2 separate regions of the Sus scrofa genome follow, and region 1 is linked to region 2. Evidence: chromatin contacts called from public HiChIP or PLAC-seq data. All regions are on one chromosome and are shown on one strand. Each heading gives the region's core, a stretch centred on a gene start, on an enhancer-like site or on the middle of the called end of the contact. The rest is flanking DNA. Distances are from core to core; before and after follow the strand shown. Region 1 holds the start of ZBTB8OS (protein archease). Region 2 holds the start of BSDC1 (BSD domain-containing protein 1).

Region 1 (2,700 bases), core at 57-2,556, 150 kb after region 2:
CAGTGGGAACTCCCTGTACTTTTTGAATTTGGCATCATGTATAGAACTTATTAAAAGTAATTTTTAAAAATTGCTAAGTGAGAGAAAAATGAGCGTAGGGAGACATACAGGGTCCAGAAAGAACTAAGCCTAGTAAGCTATGGTAAATAGTTGGATTCTATACTGAAGACAAGGGGAATTTAATGAAATATTTTAAGCAGGGATATTAGAGTCAGATTAGTCCTTCCCAGACCACAGCCACCTTTAGGGATGATAGCTTAAGGTTTATATAGAACTTCAGAGTCTGCACTACACTTTCACATTTATTTTTATCTCAATTATCCCTCACATGAAGGAACTGAATGCAAAGAAAGGTTATGTGATTTGCCTAAAGTCACTTAACTAAATATGGCAAAACCAGGTCTTTTTACTAACACGATACAGGTAAAACACCAAGTTAGAAGTTCCCTACTGAGAGCTTTCAGTCCCCTAACCTAGCCACACTCTTAGGAGACGACAACTCCGCAAACGCTTGAAAACACGGTTGTGTTTAGAATTAATACACCAATAAAATTCCCACAAAGTAAGCGTGAATAGGCACACGTAGAAAAAGTTCAAAAGACTAAATGTGGAAGCCCAGATTTCCGATTCAGACCGGGTGGCTTTTCCCTTCAGCATCCGCGGGACAAGCACAGAAGAGACAAACAGGGCTAAAAGGGAACGTGCCGGAAGTACCGTAGGGGACAAAGTGGAAGGCGAGGCCAGAAGCCCCAGGTAATGAGAGAAGTGAGACACCTACTCACACTCGTACTTCCGATTGACTGGAGGATACTTGGCCTTGATCGCCTTCTGCTCCTCAGTCAAATTGTAATCTCTAAAATCTTCCCCTTCCAGCGCCATGATTGTGCTTTTGGACCCAAACTCAGCTTCCGCCCTTCTTCAGCTGGACTTCGGCCCTGACTTATAACTTCCGCTCTAGACTCCGCCCCTTGGCACACCCTTAAAGGACCAGGGCTCCATTCCCTGGGAGGTACTTAATCCTTCTAGACTTCCGTTCTGTGTCCCAGGGTTTGGAGCACATCATTAAAAGTCGAAGGACCCACTTTCTGCTCTTGCTTAATAGTTCTTCCTACGACTAAGGAAACAAATAATTTGGAGGACGTGGAATAAGGGACACGAATTAGACACCTTTCGATCTGAATGATAGAGGCCTTTTCTTGCCGCCTAGCCCCACAATAGATAACTAGACCCGGAAGCATCCTACATTTTCCCATCTAAAGTACTACTTTGAAGGGGTCGCTAGCTTAACACCCTTCACGAAAATGGCTGCCCCCAAAAGCGTGCGGACTAAACCTCTCACGTGACCCCGGGCGGGTGCACTTCTACTACTCCCGCGCGCGCGAGCGCGCGCGCGTGATCGGAGGAAGTCGGCTTGGGGCCGTGTGGGGGCAGGGGCAGAGCGCGCGCCTGGGCCTGGAGGCAAGCTGCTCCGCGCGTCTGGATAGGCTGCGATCGCGGCTTCCCCGCCCACACCGACGTTCGGCGCACTCCGATTGGCCGATGTTGGCGCGAAGGTGCGCGAGTCGGCCCTCACGCAGGGGCAGCAGGAAACAATAGAGGCCGCGCGCGCAGAAGGAGCGCTCGCAGCCTCCCCGCCCCTCTCGCAACGCTCTGCCCCAGGATCCCCCCGGCTTGCCTGTACGCCATGGCGGACAAGGAAGGTGAGGGTGCCGGGGCCGCCCCAGGAGGGCGGGAGGAGTCAGGCTTGCGCCGCGGCCTCAACGCGGCCTAACGGTGGGGGCAGGCCAGACTCTGCCTAGGGCCGTCCCCGCCATCGCAGGCGTGAGGAAAAATCGCCCCGCGGGGCGGGCTCATGGCGCGCCAGCCCCTCTGGAGCGGAGGCCCGGCGCAGCGGTGTGAGGCTGGCCGTGGTGGCCTCGGGGGGGGTGTTTGGTCCCTCCCGCGCTCCCCGTCGGTCTACCTGCCTCTCTCCGGGTCCTCCCGGCCGCTCTCCCTACCCGCAGGGGTCGGTGCTCGGTCTCACCGTCGGTTCTGTGCGCTCGACGGCGGGCGCCGTCGCCCGAAGGGCTAACGGAGTGTCTGGTCGGGATTACCCGAGCAGTTCCCGCCCGGCGAAGCTGGAGAGCGGTGGTGGTGCCTGCGCCTCCGGGAGATCTAGACTAATCTCCATTTCAGAATCAGGATTCAGGAGCCGTGACGGTAGCTTTGGAAGTGTTTACTCGGTTTCCGTTTGTGGTCGCTAACTTAATTTGTTCTTAATTTTTTAGCAGCCTTTGATGACGCAGTAGAAGAACGTGTGATCAACGAAGAGTACAAAATATGGAAAAAGAACACCCCTTTTCTTTACGATTTGGTGATGACCCATGCTCTGGAGTGGCCCAGCCTAACTGCACAGTGGCTTCCAGATGTAACCAGGTGATAGGAATCTCTCGAATGCTGTTTTGTTGTGTCCTCAGTGTAGATTTCTCACATTGATTTTCCCTGTTTTCCTCTCTCCAGTCACCCGTAGAGGACACGTGATCAAAGCCTATTGGTGACATTTTTTTCCTAGGCCAGAAAGTAAGGCAAAATGTAAAATTATTTTGCAGTTTAGCATATAAGAGAGAACATACTGATGTTTTCTTTTTATTTACTTGTTTTTATTGAGGTACTGATTTACAATGTTGTGTAAATTTCTGCTGTACGGCAAAGTGATTCAGT
Region 2 (2,700 bases), core at 140-2,639:
TGCTGGGCTGTAGGAGGGAAGCCTCCTGGAGTCAGCCTTGAAGCAGGACTCACCCCAGTTGCTTGAGGTAAATAGTAATTAACTTTTTCCAGAATTCAGTTGGGTTGGTTTTGACAAACTAGCATGGAATGAAACAGGAATGCACAGGGCACTGTCCACTGGCAAAGCCAAGTCTCACTCATCCCACAGGGATTGCTGTCTCCCCACTGGACTGAGTTTTGGGAGACCCAGGACTGCATCTGTTTGGCTAACATCGGTATCCTCAGGACCTGTCAGAGAGTGCTGGCTGTGGCATAGACTCTTAATATTTGAATGAATATAAGAGTAAGCTTCTATTTCTAGAATCCTTTTTCTTCAAGGTCTAGATCAAATGTTCTCTCTTCTACGAAGCTGTGTACTTTCCAAGCAAAAATAAATAGTTCCTTCCCATGGGTTTCCACGACACGGTCGCTCCAGCCTCTAAGACTGTCTTTATTTCACGGTAGTTAGACACTGGTCTGAGTCGGGCTGTGTTCTCCCTTAGACCAACAGGAGCTAAAAGTAGGGCCTCAGTCGGTTTCATCCCAGAGGCTTGGCGGCCACACAGGTCAGGCGGGGTGGCTCGGACCAGGTTGCAGTGAGGCGGCGCGGGGCCCTACCCTAGAAAGGGCGCTGGCCCGGCTTACCTTCTCCTTGACTGCCTGGTAGCTCTGCTGCAGCCAGCTCCGCCACCATCCCACGTCCTCCCTGTGGAAGACAGACACATCTGGCGGCCCCGCGGTGCGACTTTCGCCCGCGCAAAAATCGGGTCTCAGCTTCCCCCTCAGATGTGGCCCGCGGACCGAGGCTTCGAAAGCCGCTTCCCCACCCCCTCACTCTGCGACTCCCCGCCTTTTCAGCTCCGTCCACGCCCACGCTGGCCTCCAGCTCCCCGCGGGGACCCTGGCCCAGCACCCCAACCCTGGGAGAATTCAGGGCCCAACGCCCGAGAACTAGATGACGGGCTCACCCTTCCGCCATCTTGCCCGCATGACATCATCACTATTTACTGACCTTTGACTTCCGACACGGCACCGCCCCCTCAAGCACCGCCCCGGAGAGCGGGGCCCAATCCTCAGGCCGACACCGCCCTCAGCCCAATCTCCGCCCCGCTCCTTCACTAGGCTCCGCCTCTTTAAGCTGCCTCTAGTCTCCGTCCAGAGTTCGGACTTAAACTCCGCTCGGTCCAATCCTCACCCATTTTCGTCTTCAGGCCCCTCCCCCTCACTGTTAGCCCCACCCCACCAACCTAGAACCTTTATCGATATCAGCGGACATGCGATACGGTGGCCGCTTTGGACCAAGATCAGCCCTCTGGCTGTGGGCTTAGAGAGCTGGGAGTAGAGGAATAAAGGGAGCGAGCCTGGCCGCTGCTCGAATGTCCGTAGGCCCTAAGCTCAAGGCTAGGACCGCCCCCCTTTATGAAACCAGCAGCGTAGCAGCTGCCTGGGGCTCTTTGGGCTAATTCAGCAACCGCAGTTTGCGGAGCTCTGGGCCAGGGCTTGGAGGTGTTTGGAGGAAAATTCAGAAGTGACTTCGATGCAGCCTCGGGAGACGGTCTCAGGATATTGGGGAGACACACATTTAGTTACCTCAGTTCTTGGCGACTTAACTCAGAATAGCGTGAGCTGGATGGGATCTGGAGAAATCCGGAGACAGTCTGGAGGAAGGGGATTGAGTGTGTAGTGGGGTGTGTGTGTGTGTGTGTGTGTGAGCTGGAGACACTTTCCAGAGCAGGCTTCCACTGCCCATGCTGCCTCATTTGCTTGCCTGCACCTGCATCCTCATACTTTGTACTGGATCCCATTACCTCTTGTCTGAAGGCGTAGCTTTAGTAATTATTTTCCCCCATTGCGTTCTCTTTCCCCTCTTTACCGGATTATTTGTGTCATCATGTATACTTTTATTATCCCCATCGTAAGCAAACAAAAACTTGACCCTCATCATTTCCCTGTTCCCCTTTGCAACAAACTCCTCCATTCTCTCTTTTTTCTTTTTTCACTCGTACTTGCCGCATATGGATGTTCTTGGGCCAGGGATCAAATCCAAGCCACTGCTGCGACCTATGCCACAGCTGCGGCAGTGTGGATCCTTAACCCAGTGCACCCGGCATTGAACCTGAATCTCCAAAGCCACCGCAGCTGCTGCCGTCAGGACCTTAACCCACTGAGCCACAGTGGGAACGCCTCCATTCTCTCTTGAGCTCACTTCAGTGAGGTTTCTACCTCTCCACTGTACTTTAAATCACTTTTGCTAGGGTGCCAAGGGCAATGACCAATTTTCAGCTCTTTATAGTATCTTATTTAATGCAACTGATCTCTTTCCTTTTATGTTCATTTTCTTCACGTGGCTTCCAGGACATCATGACCTCCTGACTTTCCTTCTACCTCACAGGCATCTCCTCAAGGTTCTTCGCTGTTTTCTTTTCTTTCCTTTTTTTTTTTTTTTTTTTTTTTTTTTTGGTCTTTTTGCCTTTTCTATGGCTGCACCCGCGACATATGGAGGTTCCCAGGCTAGAGTCGAATCAGAGCTGTAGCCACCGCCCTACGCCAGAGCCACAGCAATGCAGGATCCGAGCTGCGTCTGTGACCCACCACAGCTCACCGGCAACGCCAGATCCTTAACGCACTGAGTGGCCAGGGATCATACCCGAAACCTCCCGGTTCCTAGTTGGATTTGTTA

Evidence for each region. HiChIP or PLAC-seq counts read pairs in DNA pulled down with a chosen protein or histone mark.
Region 1: an H3K27ac HiChIP or PLAC-seq map of alveolar macrophages shows a contact between it and region 2. The contact joins the promoter of ZBTB8OS here to the promoter of BSDC1 in region 2. A contact is called at or near these places in 1 of 5 promoter capture datasets (liver), 9 of 47 Hi-C or Micro-C datasets (brain, embryonic fibroblasts, epiblast stem cells and 4 more) and 2 of 2 datasets of contacts at active chromatin or transcription factors (alveolar macrophages and skeletal muscle).

The regions. Positions count from the first base shown.
Region 1 is chr6:88,985,693-88,988,392 of Sscrofa11.1, forward strand. It overlaps ZBTB8OS (protein archease), which reads right to left and starts at 1,307. Exons shown (of 7, transcript XM_005665186.3): 1 at 783-1,307. The coding sequence starts at 879. It overlaps RBBP4 (histone-binding protein RBBP4), which reads left to right and starts at 1,400. Exons shown (of 12, transcript XM_013999126.2): 1 at 1,400-1,700; 2 at 2,268-2,415. The coding sequence starts at 1,685.
Region 2 is chr6:88,837,819-88,840,518 of Sscrofa11.1, forward strand. BSDC1 (BSD domain-containing protein 1) reads right to left here and starts at 1,390. Exons shown (of 12, transcript XM_005665183.3): 1 at 1,033-1,390; 2 at 666-726.